Linked DNA regions of Rattus norvegicus: region 2 is linked to region 1. A link is a contact called in public Hi-C data. All regions are on one chromosome and are shown on one strand. Each heading gives the region's core, a stretch centred on a gene start, on an enhancer-like site or on the middle of the called end of the contact. The rest is flanking DNA. Distances are from core to core; before and after follow the strand shown.

What was found. Hi-C and Micro-C count contacts between places; a contact is called where the count stands out from the background.
Region 2: a Hi-C map of hepatocytes shows a contact between it and region 1, with 1.9 times the contacts expected there. The contact joins two enhancer-like sites. A contact is called at or near these places in 12 of 12 Hi-C or Micro-C datasets (the A7r5 cell line, the Rat2 cell line, Schwann cells and 7 more) and 1 of 1 datasets of contacts at active chromatin or transcription factors (oligodendrocytes).

What each region holds. Positions count from the first base shown.
Region 1 is chr13:94,442,052-94,449,475 of GRCr8, forward strand. Coq8a (coenzyme Q8A) reads right to left here. Exons shown (of 15, transcript NM_001013185.1): 3 at 7,053-7,424; 4 at 6,737-6,803; 5 at 2,614-2,688. Among named protein-coding and RNA genes, the nearest start is that of Coq8a, 18 kb to the right of the region's middle. Within about 2 kb of position 1,425, at least 14 of the 93 cell types and tissues checked have an H3K27ac peak or open chromatin away from gene starts, as enhancers often do. A contact at or near this core is called in hepatocytes and liver, where this site is marked.
Region 2 is chr13:94,479,012-94,486,590 of GRCr8, forward strand. No RefSeq gene overlaps it. Among named protein-coding and RNA genes, the nearest start is that of Coq8a, 19 kb to the left of the region's middle. Within about 2 kb of position 3,105, at least 20 of the 93 cell types and tissues checked have an H3K27ac peak or open chromatin away from gene starts, as enhancers often do. A contact at or near this core is called in hepatocytes and liver, where this site is marked.

The DNA.
Region 1 (7,424 bases), core at 175-2,674:
CAGGGATGAGGAAGGGTGACTGGAAGAAACCTTCATGATGCCTGGGCATAGGGACTCGGGCAATATACACACAATTGTTAAGTATCCACAGAAACAGGAAGGAAAGTTCAACTCTATATGCACATCCTCTATAGTCCTCCAAAGCCAGGACAGCCTCCCCTGCTGGTGGGTCAGGTCTGGCAGGCAGGAGGGCTAGGAGATACGCAAGCCTCTGCCTACTTGTGCTGGCTGACCAGTCTTCTGGGCCTGTGCACTGCACCACGTGGGTCTTGGCTGCAGGAAGGGTTCCATCAGCAAGGGTCAAGGACGGCAGGCTTTGGGCATTGTTTCTCCCCTCTGTCCCACAGCTTGGCACAGCCAACTGGCCCAAAGACAACCCCTTCTAGGACAGAGAGGTGGCAGCAGCTGGGTAATGACTCCAGGGAGCTAACAGTGCCAAATGCATCCTGCTGCCAACCATCAGCGTGGCCAAAGGGCACCATTGCTTCTGCCCACATGCCAAATCCACCCTGTGGCAAGGGAGGAACACAAACAGGGGTCTAAGCCTTGACTAGGTTCAACTCTCAGGGTGGTGTTGGATGCAGGGTGCTGCCAGGGGGCCATGCAGCTGGGCACAGAGTGTTTAGAGGGTGTGTTTAGACAGGTGTATTGTGTCATTCCTTTGTTGAACATGGCCCAGAGAGGCTGTCTTCCTGGCCCCTCAGCACCTGGCAGCTCCTTCAGTTGTAGCTATGGGCCTGGAAGGCCAAGGAAGAGGACTTAACACCTGCTCTTGCATCAGGCAAAACCCAGCCTGCTGGGCAAGCCAGAGAAGCAGGCTACCATGAGGAGAAGAGTTAGAGCCCTCAATTACCAGTCCCCAGTGACAGACACACTGAGGGCTTAGGCTCACTCCTTGGTCCAAACAGGAGGACAAGACATGCAGGGTAGGAGGGTCATTCCACAGAAGTCTGGGCTATTCCAAGAGCTACTTAAACACTGCTGTGGGACCAATCCAGGACAAGTGGGCCCAGAAAGCACCCTGACAAGAGCAGAAGCCGGGAGTGGGGCAGTCTCCCCTGTCATCCCCAGGTCCCAGGACTGAGGGCTAGGAAGATAGGAGAGGGAGTGAACACAGGCAAGGACACGAATTCCAGGACAAAGGAGGGAAGCTGTTGCTCACCTCAGCTGAGTCCCATCCCCTGGAACTTGGTGTCTGGCCCAGTTGGCTTTCCTGGGCATCTCCACCCTGAGTGGGCTGATCCTCACAGGCTTGAGGCATGTCCCCTACCCAGAATGGCCTGAACCAGGCAGGCCAGGCCAGAGACTCGGTGGTCAGTGCAGGACAGGGTCTCCCAGGCAAGCTTGCTAGCCTGGACAGCACCATCAAGGTCAGGATTGCAGGAGGCATGTTAGGAAACCAGAGCAGGTGGATCTCCCAAGGCCATCTACCCTGGCCAAAGCCTCAGTACCTACTGGCAGGGCAAAGGGAACCTAAGCCTCGTCACTAGAGTCCCTGAGAAAGGACACCAGCTCTGCCCTTGAAGGCAGGCTGGCCTCTTCTCCTCTTAGACAAGGTAGGGAGGAAAGTGGCTGGCAGGGGAGCTGGGTCTTGGGAAAGCTAGCTAGCTTCACATCCCAAAGTACTGAAGCACCAGCACTAAAAATACCCATGCTAATCCCCTGTTCTCGGGTCCCTTCCAAGAACACACAGGATGTCCATCCTGGGACTGGAGCCTGAGAACTCCGCAAGTGAAGTGCTGTCTGGGAAGGTGGTGCACCCCACAGGCCCCAAGAGCATGGACCATGAGTATCAAGGTCTCACACCATGAATAGGTGTGAGAGCCGGGAGGACCTTCATGACACTGCAGTTCTTGAGTAGGACCAGAATCTCAACCTCAAATGTACTTTGGGAAATGCACTAACAGGAACCCCTAATGGCTCCACTGGGTAAACTCCCAGCCACCTACCCTCAAAGAGGGGCTCACATGACATCCCACGGCTCCTTCCCCAGTCAGAATCTAAGCATCAGGAAACCCCTCAGCTCTGGTGGGGCCTGAATGCAGAACATCTCTAGACTGTACAGCCACAGTGGTCCCTGAACCTGTGTTCCAGGCAAACCCGGCAGGTCAGACCCTGGGAGGCAGGGAACAGAGGTGGTATGATCTTTGTCTCAGAGACAATAGTCTCTGGAACGGTCCCAGCCTCTCTGAGCCATGTTCAACAAAGGAATGACACAATACACCTGTCCCGATGCCCACATCCCTACCCACCGGACAGAGGAGACAAAATATAGTTCAGAAGGTCCTCAGGAGCAGGCAGGAAAGGAGAGTAGGAACAGAAGGTGGGCGTGCAGGGAGTGAGTATGGAGGTGCACACCGCTGGTGGTAGCATGAGTGTGAGCCGGGGGCGCTAAGAGATCAGCTGGGGCTGAAGGAGGGAGCCATCTCCAACCCTCCAACCCTCCACCAAACAGTCACTCAACCCCAGGAACACTATGTGCATGAACTACATTTCAGAGGCTCCTGCAGGCAGGGCATCGGGTGGTCACTAGTGGCTGACATTCCCGGAACGGAAGTGGGCTGGACACTGACCTTCCAGTCATCCACCCTTTCTTCCCAGGGCCCTGCTCACCTGTGGAGTTCTCAGAACGCAGACTCTTCTTGGCAACCTCAGCCAAAGCCCCAAAGCCCAGACCTACAGCCAGCCCTGGAAGGGTAAGAAAGCAGGTGCCTGAGTGGCTGGGACCAGGCCTGCTGAGCCCAGGCAGAGGACCCTGCAGTATTCTGGTGTTCACTGGGTACCCAGACATTCCGAACAGGGAGTAAGTAAGAACACACATTGGTGGTTTTACAACAGTCAGCTCTGGGTAAGTGCCTCCTGTGACTTTACAGCTCTCAGCCATCACCTGTGACAACCTACACTCATGAAAACACACAGACTCCATATTGGGAAGGACCAACATAAATGGGAAGGTGGAGCAGGCCTGGTCTGTGGACCACTTCCTGGCCATACAACTAGGGAAGACGACCGCTCACTCAAGGTGCAAGAGCACCAGTAGTCTTAAATGTTCTAAGTTATCACTCTATTGATATAAAACAGATAGCAGTAAAAGCTGGGATGGTCCACAACAATGGGGCGTCCCGGCTGAAGTCCATGGGGCCAGGACAGACCCTGCCCCACCTCCCCTCCCATGCTGGCAGCACTGGCAGTGACTGAGAACAGCAGCCCTGGAGTCTTTCCTCCCAGCAGGTATGACGGAGGCCAGACAGAAAGCCTGGGAGTCTGGCTCAGGGACCACACCTTCCTGGGAGCTCCCTTCCCAAAGGCTGTACAGGACAGGCATGCCACTCAGAGACAGGGTGAGGGGTATGAAGCCATTCTCCAGCCTTTCTACAACAGTAATGCATTAAAGAAAAACGCTAGATTTGGCAAAAAGTTGTGTGTGACCACACATGCTGTTATCCTAGCATTTTGGAGGCTGAGGCTCAAGGTCACCCAAGGATACAAAGAAAATTCCAGGATATCCAGGAGTACATATGGTGACCTTGTCTTAACAAAAACAAAAAAACGAACAAAAAAACCCCACTCAAGTAATTTTTTAAATGCTTATAATTAAAAGGTAATTCTTTTATACATTTAATACTATATTTACCCGCCACTAGGTGTCACTGCATGCTCTACTTTGCCCACCCTTACAGCAGCTCCTACCTCAGAGGTCACTAAGAGAACCAAAGGCGTCAAGTGCCCTCTCTCAGGTCTAAGGCACGGCAACAAAACCACTTGTTTATTCAAAACAGTCAGGCCAGGGGTGACAAAGGAAGTCTGTGTCAACTACATGCATGACTTTTAAGATTTCTGGAGGCCATTAAAAAAAGATGAGAAGAAACATGGCGAATAAACTCTAATGCATTTAGCCTACCATATTCAAAATAGAAGCCAACATAAAAACGGAAAGCATTTTCCATCTTGGGTGTGTGCACTGTTTTCAAATCCTGTGGGAAGGTACGTGCATAGTACAAATGGGACACACAAGCCAAACTGGAAGCAGCCACAGAGACAAACATAACAGGCCGGTGCCCTGGGACAGGGGTACCACTGTGGATGCCTGGTGGGGCAGGCACCAACCCTTTAACACTCCTCCTACCCAGGCCACTCTAGAGGGCCATGGGCACTGATTAAACATTAACTTCCCACCATCTGCCTTCCTCGCCGTACCTCCCACAATATCTAACTTAGCAAAAGAAAGGAGGCCAGGCAGCACTAACCTTCAGCAATGTCCCTCTGGAGCCCTTTCAGCTTAGAGCAAGCCCTGAGACAAGCCCACAGAAAAGGCAGGCAGCATCCCCAGTCATGGGCTTGTTCAGCTGCACATACAGCACTCAGATCCTAAGCGTACCCTGGCTGGGCTCAGCGTTCTGTCAAACAGTTTTTGGGTGTTTCTGGGCTCCCAGGCAAAACACAAATTCTACAATGGGGTTGGGGGATATTAAACAAATGTATGAAGGAACATTCTAGAAAAGAGGCCTCTGGCTCCTTCAGTTGCTGCACCAGACCCAGGAGCTGCCAACAGAGGGACAGGCTCCCACGGCAGGCAGATCAGGAGGTAAGAACACGCTCACCCAGATAGCCATCATGCTCTTGGCCTCCCAGGTTCTCTGAACCCAGGCCTGGTATGTGATTCTTGGAATCCCCTGCCCAGCTCAGCCTTCATCCAGAGCCAGGTAAACCTGGGGTAACTAACTCTGCGATGAGGGGAACTTCAGGTACCCTGCTCCTGCACCCAAGGACCTCACACAGCCTCTCCTACTGTGATGTGTCTAGAAGGCTTGTTCTCCACGTGTCCCTGAGAGAGAGTCACTGCTGGCAGTTTGACCTTCCTCCTGGCCTGTAGCAGCACACTGCCCATACACAGAAAGCCCTAGTACTTCTCAGTAAAGATGGTTTGCCATCAAGGAAGGGAAGTGACAGGGCACAGAACTCTCCCGCAGGCAAAGCAAAGGTACAGTGTGCAGGTTGGGAGCCTATTCTGGGTAACTCGGGAGCCTCTCCTAGCCTCTCCACTCTCAGGTCCCCTCTGGAGGTCACCAGAGAAGCAGTCACTCCACTCCCTACCATTAGCACATGTGGGAAGAGCAAGGCTTTTATCAACAGGGGCCTTCATGAGCAGGCTGGGTGATGGAGAGCAGGCCACACTCCCGCTGGTGCTGCTCTGCCTGCTGAAATCTCAGGGCCTGTTTACAACACAGGCTGGAAAGGGCCTCTGCAGAAGCAACCAGACAAGAGCACTGAGACACCAGGCCCTGTAGGCCAGGCCCTACCTGCACTCAGGAAGAACCCAGGGTCGTGTGTGTGCTAGGTAAGATCTCCGCTCCTTACACCACATCCTCAGCCCTAAACCCCACTTTAATTAATACACATGGCTAGTGTCCTTTGCGTGGGTACTAACAGCCTACTTCTGATGAATACCTGCCATCCAACAGCAGCCTCCCCCACAGGAGCTGCAGCCCAGGAAGAAGAGGAAGAGGAACAAAAAGGAAGAGGCAAAGCTCCCTGAGGTGTCTTCTCCCAGGTCCTCTGCTGCTAGGCGGGAAGATGGGTGCCTACTTATCGGGCAGGCAGCTCAGATGTCCCTGCACAGGACAGAGGTCTGTGCTCAGCTCCATCTCTGAATCTGTACAGAGCAGCAGCCATTCCCAGCATGTTCCTGTCAGATTCAGTGAAGAATCTGCTCTACCCCACACCACAAGCACCATGACAGACTGCTTCACTGAAGATCCAGAAACAGTGCCCACAGCTTGAACCTTCTGAACCTGCCTGTTGTTTCGGCCACAGGTTTGGCAACAATGGAGAGAAAAGAAAATAACTGATACAGACAGATATACAAGAGGAAGTACTTGCCAGGAAAGGGAAGACAGAAGGTCCTGGGCCTCCCTGGCCAACTCAGCACCAGCTCTGTCATGACCTTCCAGAACTGTTACGCAGCCATTGCTCCACGGCCAGTAAGCGAAACAAGCCAGCAAAGCTGGTCTTTTGCTGTTTACAGTGCCTGGACCTGGAGAACCCCAGAGGAGTGCTAAAGCTTCATAAACTGCACCCAGAACCCACATCACAGGACCCTGCTGCAAATGGCCAGCGCTCTCAACAAGACCTTTGCAGGTGAGTGAGCAGTGTGTCCACACACTCAGTGCCATTCCAGAAGAGCACAGGGATGGTAGGGTCAAAGGCTGCTTGCCTAAAAACAAGGACAGATGAAGTTCCAAGCCTGAAGCAAACTGAATGACTTTAACTGTCGGCAGCAAAGGGCCACAGTCTGTCAGAATCACACTAACAGTTACAGACTGTGGGATCTGGTAAACAGGTTCCCCAAATGGCTGGTCCCAGAGCAAAAGGTCCTCTAGGGAGCTAAAGGGCCCAGTGAGGCGCCAGTACTCGTGATATGTCTCCTTCCAGCAAAGACTGCTCAAGAACGACCGGCCAACTAGTCCAAGCTGTAGCTCGTGGCAAGGCACAGCCACACACCAGCCACAGGGATAAGCCAAGCTGAGGCTGGAATCCAGGAACCAGGTCATAACCCATGAGAAAACAGACCCTCAACAGCTACTTCATGGGCAACACTGCCACATACCACCCAATGCCAGCACAGCTGGATTCCCAATCACTTCCACCTTAATGTACAGTGGCCACCTCCACCTTCACAGGATAAACAGGGCAGGGCAGTAGAGGAGGGGCAGCACAGGGTACATGACCACCTCACCTCCAAAGTTGGCCAACCGCCCAATCCGGGTAACTGGCACCTTCCGCTCCCGAGCCCGCTCACTGAGCTGGAGGGAAAAAACAAAAGAGGCCTATAGGACTGACAAAACTAACGAATGAGCCAAGACAGCCTGAGGTGCATGCTGTGTGCACCTCCCCTCTCCACCCCTGCTGGCAGCACTGGACAAAAAGACTTCCACGTATTTCTAAAGTCACAGTGGGGGAGGGGTGTTGGCAGGGGGTAAAATGAGGGTCAACGCCAGCCTCACTGGGAGTAGAAACCACCCAAGTCCAACAGTGATGCCTCTCAGGCCTACCATCTGCTTGTGTGGCTTGCTCTCTGGGCGAGCCTTGGCCTGACGGGCCTTTTCAATGTCTTCAGCGGTGAGGCCTCCCACAGGGGCCTGGTCCTGGTGGAAGAATCTTCGCTGGATGCTGTTGGCCAAGAACAAGTCTCTACAATCTACAAAGAGCCTTCCATTGACTCTGCCCAGAGGAGAGGTAGCCTGGCCAGAGAGCCCTGCTTCCCTGAAAGGTCCACTGGAAACATAGGCAGGAGCTGGGCCCTCCCTGTGGGCATGACCCAGGGATGAAGACAGTGGCTGGTCCAGGGAGGAGGCTGTGGAGAAATCTGGGGAGCTTCCAGCTGCCTGTGGTGTTGAGAACTGAACTTCGGCTTCCAGATCTTC
Region 2 (7,579 bases), core at 1,855-4,354, 39 kb after region 1:
CTCCCCCTCCAATCAACAGCTCAACTCCTACCCTAGACTACACGAGGCATGAGCGGAAGTTCTGTGCTTCCTATTGGTCAGGCAAAGAAAAAGACATCTCTATCACCTGGCACCTTGACTTGGGTCCTCTTGGTTGCTAGGGTAACCCTTCGGGCCGCATCCGTTGCCTTAGCAAGTGCTCCCAGTAACAGGGGGTGCCAACTTGCTTCTCAACCCCAACACATCCTCCCTGCTCACTGACAATGAGATCCACTCATTCTCTAGGACCTAACACCAGTGTTATTGGCTTAGAATTCCTTAACCAGAGACAAAGGTGGTCTGGTTTCGTGGTATTTTGCTGCAGCATTTCATGGCCTCCTTTTCACATCTTTTTGGATCTAGAAGATTATGAACTGCACATCTTAATGTTCCCCACGGTGCCTTGTGGCTAGAAACTACCACTTTAATTGTTACCAAGGTGCAGCCTATGTTGGGAATATCTAACCTCTTTACTCTGTTTGTAGCCGTGATCAGCTTGAGTGGTCACCTCCTGGAGTGGAAGAAAATTCCAAACTCTTGCTGAGATGACAGGTGTTTAACCTCAACCCATCAGCACGTAGCAGGCCCTACCACAATTGATCCCATTAGAGCAACACTCAAGATTTCTATTCAATGGAGGCTGGAGCTTGTCTCTCCTCGGAGTAGCTAACTGTAGCTCTGGTTGCTGTTGGAGTTAACTTGCAGCTATCAGTTAGTAAGACTGAAGAGGCGTCAGGCCCAGCAAAGAGGAGGGAAAATGCGGAACGAGATGGAGATGGAGCTCTAGTTAGAATGCATATGAAGCCTAACCAAACTACTTAACTTTTCAGCCATGTGAATTCACAAATCCTACTCGTGGTTGGACTAAGCAGAGGTGTACTAACTAATATGTTGGAAACTATATAATTTAAGCCCAAGGTCTGGTGCAATGTCCAAACAAGAAGCTAGAGAGACAGTGTCCTGGTTCATGACAACCCACTGTCAAGAAATCTCAGTGGCCCATGGAAGCTACATTAGTCCTTCCTAGAGGCAGCTTCCCCAGTGAACTAAGGGTTTCCCACCAGGCTCCCCCTCCTCAAAGTCCCACCATCTCCCAGTGCTGCCACAATGGGGTTGAACTCTCAATGTCTGAACCCTTAGGGGCCATACTTAAAACTCACAGAGCCTCAATTTTATAGAGAGAAAGCATCCCTGGTCCCTAAAAGGGTTACTGCCTCTGATTTTACAAGATCGCACACTTTAAAGCAGAGGTTCTCGACTTTCCTAATGTTGTGCTCCTTCAATACAACACAGCTAACCCTCATGTTATAGCGGCCCCCAGCCATAAAATCATTTCATTGCTACTTCATTACTATAATTTTGCTACTGTTATGAAGCATAATATAAATATCTCATATGCAGGAAATCTGATATTCAACCCCCGTGAAAGGGTCTTTGGCCCCTTAGAGGAGTCGTATGACCTGCAGGTTGAAAACTATTGTTTTAAAGCATTTGACAAGATATGGAATGGAGGGATCCAGGTAATTCTTCAGTTCTGGGGATCAAACCCAGGGTCTTATACATGCTAGATAAGCACTCGAGCACTGAGCATATTGTAAACCCCCATCCTTCAAAAATGTTGTTGATTTAGGTATCTGAATGTTTCTGTAATTTTAATCTGAATTCTGTTTTTAAAATTTTTATTCTACTTTTGTGTGTGTGCGAGTGTGTGTGTGTGTGTGTATGTGTCTGTGTGTGTGTGTGTGCGTGTGCGTGTGCGTGTGCGTGTGTGTGTGGTGTGACTGAAAGAAACGAAGAATATGGATATGTGAGGTGACCTATGGTAGGTAATGTCCCACAGATCCATAGTTAAAATAGTTGTAGACTCTCTAATATGGATCCTCTGGGAGAGCAGCAAGCACCCTTAACCACTGAGCCATCTCTCTATCCCTTAAACTGAGTTCTTAAAAAGTATGTAAGGTTCCAATACACGGGAATTTTTTTTCCTCTGAAAAACATGTGTATTGTGACACCTTTATTGATATTTAAAGAAGATCAGCTTTTAGCCTAGTACTCAGTTTGTGTTTCCATCCCGTGGGAGGAGAAACAGGGTTCTGATCCACAGAAGGTGACGGTGACTTCTGCGATGGCTCCATGCCTTGACCTTATTGACAGCCGTGGTCTAAGGTTTTGCAACCTGCTTGTCCCTTGCTTTCTTGGCAAGCATCCCCAAGTCCTCTCTCCAGGGGCCTTGCTCCTTATGAACTGGGATGGGACCATGTCTTGTGCCTCTTTCATAAGTCGTGTCCTCCCCATGCCTGTGGAACACCAGAGCTTCCCCGGAGTTGATGGACAGACAGCTCATGGAAATTTCCACAGCAGTTGTTCATCCTACCCCCACCTGGGACCTGGCTTATAAGTATGACCAGCCCAAGGACACTGAGCCTGGCTCTGGGACAGGCTCAAGGTCTATTTACGACTTTTTATCTCAGAGTTGGCATGTTGGTGCTTTGTACTCAGGAAACCTCCTGCCCTCGCCAGCATAGCAACACAAATCCGTATCTGGAAGGGAATTAGCCTAGGCATGCCAACATGACCCCATCATGACTGCTCCATCGTTACCCTATTTTTGATTGGTTATTCTATTCTGGTTTGGAGTTTAAATCTTTGTTGGGAATGAAGAAACCCTTCTGCTACTAGATAAACAACAGGCCTTTTGTATTAACACAGCATCTGATGTGTCTTTTATGACATCTTTATGACAACTGAAGACATTCTTAATGAACTCATGCCTCACATGTTTCCCCTTACTGAGCAAAATCTGTCTCCTACATACTGTTCTCTGAGCTCAGAGCCCTGACAGAACCAGTCATTGATGTAGCCATAGGGCCCTGAAGAAGCTACAGGGTGGGGCTGCTCCTGAGCGCCTGGTGCCAGAGGACAATGGGTGAGGAACCACCCAGCCTCCACCAGAGCAGCTGTTCCCTCATCCCAGGCAAAAGCCCCAGAGGCAGAGAAGCTGGGAACAGAACTCAGCCCAGTGTTCATACTGCACTCTGAGGTACACTGTGTGACTCTTTTGACCTCAGAAGTTTCTTTTCAAGGCCTGTTGACTCCACTCCTAGCTTTATTTGATGAGTTCTGCAGTATTCTTTTACCAGTGGATGTGTGTTAATCATCGTATGCCAACTGGAGCCTTCTAAATAAAATGGGTTCAAACCTCTGGCCTACCCCCAGCAGAAGTCTAAAGTCCTCCAAAGGCCGGCCAGTTCCTGGAGGCAGCCCAAGGCAAAAGTCGGGAACAGCCTTCCATCATCACTGGCCCTGGCTCTGGGCCCCACATCTGCTGAACTGGCATATGAGCCCCTAGTGAAGCAAATCCTGCCCCTATCCAGGGCTGTGCTGGCCCCTTCAAAGGAGCACAGGGATCTAGACAACAATTCTCGGTTGCATATCAGATGCCTCCAAGTTCCTTATGCCTTCCTGTAAAGATGTTTTGCAAGCTGATCCCCATCAAGAAGTAGCTTTGCTCGCTCTCATCTTCCTGGCACTCCTCAGTACCCATTCCCTCTTAAATATCTCCACACACAGTCTTCTCACTACATTCTGCAGACCCAGTTATTCTCCCAAACTCAACTATTCATATTCAACCATATTCTCTACCTGTGTTTTCTACTAAATTATTCCCAAATGATAATCCCACATCTCAGAAAACCAGAAACAGCAGAGAGAAGCAGTTCCATGGGTTCAGTTCTCATGGCTAGGCCATGCGTTGGGAAGACAGAAGCGAGGGAAGGTCACGACGCTTGGGATCCTGGAAGGTTCCAGCTCTGCACCAAGAATTGGGAGGGAAGGAGAAGTTCAGGATAACTGGAGAAGCAGGATGCACAGCTAGTCCTGTGAGTCAAGACAAAAGGAAATATGGCTCACCCAGAACCAAGTGAGGTTGTGAATGACGAATTATCCCTCTTTGGAATTGGAGAAAAATAGTTCTATAATCAAACACAAAAGCAAGTGGCATCCTGGTCCTTTTTGTTCCTATAAGGAAAGGTCCAAAGACACATTTCATAAAGGAGGGACATTTATCAACTCACAGTCTCTGAGTCTAAGAGTCCAAGACTGAAGGGCCTATTAATTGAGTCTCCAGTGATGACCTCATGGTGAATGGCATCACAATGACAGTGCAAAAGAGGAAGTCAATGGATGCAGGAGCAGGCAGGGGTCCTTTTATAGCCACTCACTCTTGGGAGGACTGATGCATTCCTTAAGATGAGTACTAATCGTTTCTGATGACAGGGCCATCAATGACCTGGTTACTTGCCACTAGGATCTGTCTCTTAACCAGCTCTTTGCCTCTACACATCACCATTCTAGGGATGAGGGGAAGAATCCCACCAAATCGGCAGCTATGAGTTGAGGGTTCAGTAGGGTGTTCGAACTGACAAAGGCCCTGGCATCTTCACCTTGCAACTTCCAAGGGTAACACGGACATCTCTACTCCACACAGGGTTCATGGCCAAACCTAGTAGCAGTGTCTACCTCACGGGCCATTGCTTCATCAGCTGAAACACAATTACATAGCCACACCAGGTCGGGAAGGGCCAACTCTGTGTATCCAGACAATGGGAAAACACACTGATTTGTGCAGTAGCTGACAGGCTCCTGCAGACCCCTTCAGTTTTCCTTAATGAGGAGAAGGAAACAATAACCAGGGATGAGAGTTAGGGGGCAGTCTGGGTTCTGAAGAGACTGTAAGAAAGCACTTTGTTGTTCCAGAAGACCTCCGTCTTTTGTACTAGGTATCCAAGGGTGCTGAGTGGAGCCATAGGAAGTTAAATTTTATCTTTAGGAAACCTTGGTGAGCAGAAGCCTTGGTGTGGGAAGGCCGAAGAGGCCCACACTGTCGTCTTGCTTGTCAAAAAGACTACAAGATCTGAATCTAAAGTGTATGCACAGGTGAACTAGACATTAGCATGTGGTCAGCTAAAGAGATGATCAAATTCATTGACTAGAATACACAGAAGGGTGGAAGCTGACTGCTAAGAGCCACCTAGAACAGGTCCATTTCCTCCTTTTCAACGACGTCCGTATTCTTGGGAAGTGTATCGTAAGCAGATCAGTTAAAACACTGTAGAGGATACAGATCGTTGTGCACACAGGCGAGCATTGGGGAAATCGGGGAAGTTAAACACACAGGCTCATCCCTTCAAAGGGAAGAGATGTTTGCCTGTTTCCACCCAGAACGCTAGGAACAACCTGATGATCTGTTGCTACCTTAGGGCCAGGCTTGACCCTCACTTCCCTGACTACTCGGCTTGTTGATTGCAGATGCTCTCCGGCTAGATCTTGAGCATTGCTTCTTAGTCAGTAAAAATCATCCTTATGAGCTGTCACTTGTACCTTACAGCAGCCTACGTGACTTCTGTATTATCTTAGGGCAGAGCCTGACTCTCCCAGGATCTGACATTTGCCTCAGTCATTCTCTCTAGACCAGAGGTTCTCGACTCTCCTAATGCTGTGACTCTCCTAATGCTGTGAATCTCCTAATGCTGTGACTCTCCTAATGCTGTCAACATACTTCCTCATGTTGGTTTTGATGCTATTTCATAACTGTAAATTTGGTGTCGTGAATTATAATATGAACATCTGTGTTCCCAATGGTCATAGGTGAGCCCCTTAAAAGAGCTCTAGATTTTTATCTACAGCATTGTCTTTTTATGGAAGAAGCCACATGTCCTTTGTAAGGAATTTCAGTGTAAATATGCCTAAGCTTTGTTGTGGACATGGGACCGAGTTAATTGTCCCAAGGAAAAATTTTTCCCAAATCGTGCTGTTCTTAAATATGGCTAAAATAAACCGCCTTGTGTCAGACTCTAGATGTTTGAAACAATCTGCCTAGCTAAGTCCTGCTGAACTGGCTTTGCGTCTTCCTCTCACAAGCAGCTCCTCTGCCAGCTGTAGTATCTGCAGGGATTCCCCCCTGCCAATATACGGTTATTCTGCATAAAAAGAAGTTGATTGTGTATTTATTTATAATGGCAAAAATGTTAAAAGTATAGTACTAAATGAATGGTTGCAAAAATTATTAATTGTCAAGATAGTAAACTATAATGCAGCCTTCAAAGTTATCCCAGAGAATGTTTAACGACCTAAGGGAATATTTATGATGGGCTGAGAAAGGACTCAGTGGGTGAAAGTATTTGCCATGCAAGTATGAGGACCTGAGTTCAAATCCCAGAACCCACATAAAGCTGAGCACAGCACATTTCTGTCACCCTATGCTCCTGTGGTGTGATGGGAGGTAGAGACAGGATAATACCTGGGCTAGCTCATGGGCTGGCTAGCCTAGCATACGCACACAAACAACTATGAACGTGTCTCACATCATGTGGAAGGCGAGGGCCTACTATCAAGATTGTCCTCTGATCTCCATGTACACACCATGGCATGTGCCCGTGCTCACACATAAGTGTCACACACACACATATGCAAAAATATGAAGTGTTTATGAAATACCATCAATAAAAAAAGGGAAACATTAAAAATCCCATGCTAAGCATATAGTTAAAGAAAACGGATCAGTGTACTGAAGCCACTCTCTCGGACATATTACGGCCTGTTCCCAATAGCTGAGAAATGACCACAACCTGTGTGCCACCATGGATGGACAGATGGAGAAAGCATACATCTAACAATGCCCTGAAGAGTGGCCTTAACAACAAGGGATCGTGTAATCTGCTGTAACATAGCTGAACCTGGAAGGCATGGAGTTAAGTGAGGCAGGCACAGAAAGACAAATACCAGATGATCTTGCCTATGTGTGGAATCTAAGAAGGTTGAATCTAGAAAAGCAGAGGGTTGTTAGCAGGGCCTGGGATGAGATGGGGTGGGGGATCCAAAACCCCACCGGAGGAATCAGTCCAAGAGAGAGCTAGTATACAATGTAGGGGTGGTACTTAAAAACAGTACACGCTTTAAAATGGCTAAGAGTACAATTGGAGATGTAGCTCAGTTAGCAAAATGCTTGCCTGGCGTGCACAACACCCTGGTTCAGTCCCTCAGCACTATATAAAAATCGGTGTGAGGGCAGGCACCTGTAGCCCCAGCACTTGGCCAGGGAAGGCAAAAGGATAAAAAAATTCAGTCATCTTCAGCTATGTGGTAAGTTCAAGGCCAGCCTAGGGTACATGAAATCCTGTCTTAAAACAGAAGCACGGGGCTGGGGATTTAGCTCAGTGGTAGAGCGCTTGCCTAGGAAGCGCAAGGCCCTGGGTTCGGTCCCCAGCTCCGAAAAAAAGAACCAAAAAAAAACCCAAAAAAACAAAAGACAAAAACAAAACAGAAGCACATTTCAAATGCAGCAATGCCCACACGCAGCCTGTCAAATACTTGGTACCCATCCAAGCACAGACTTAAACTGTGTGGCTGCTTTATGCCATGCGATTCTCACAAATTTATGATATTATTATTGTTGTTGTTATTATTATTATTGCCTCTGGCAGTGGAGGAAATGGAGACTGAGAGTCTAAGTTCAGCACCTTGACTGTGACGTTCACACACAGCAAAAGCAGGACCAAACCCT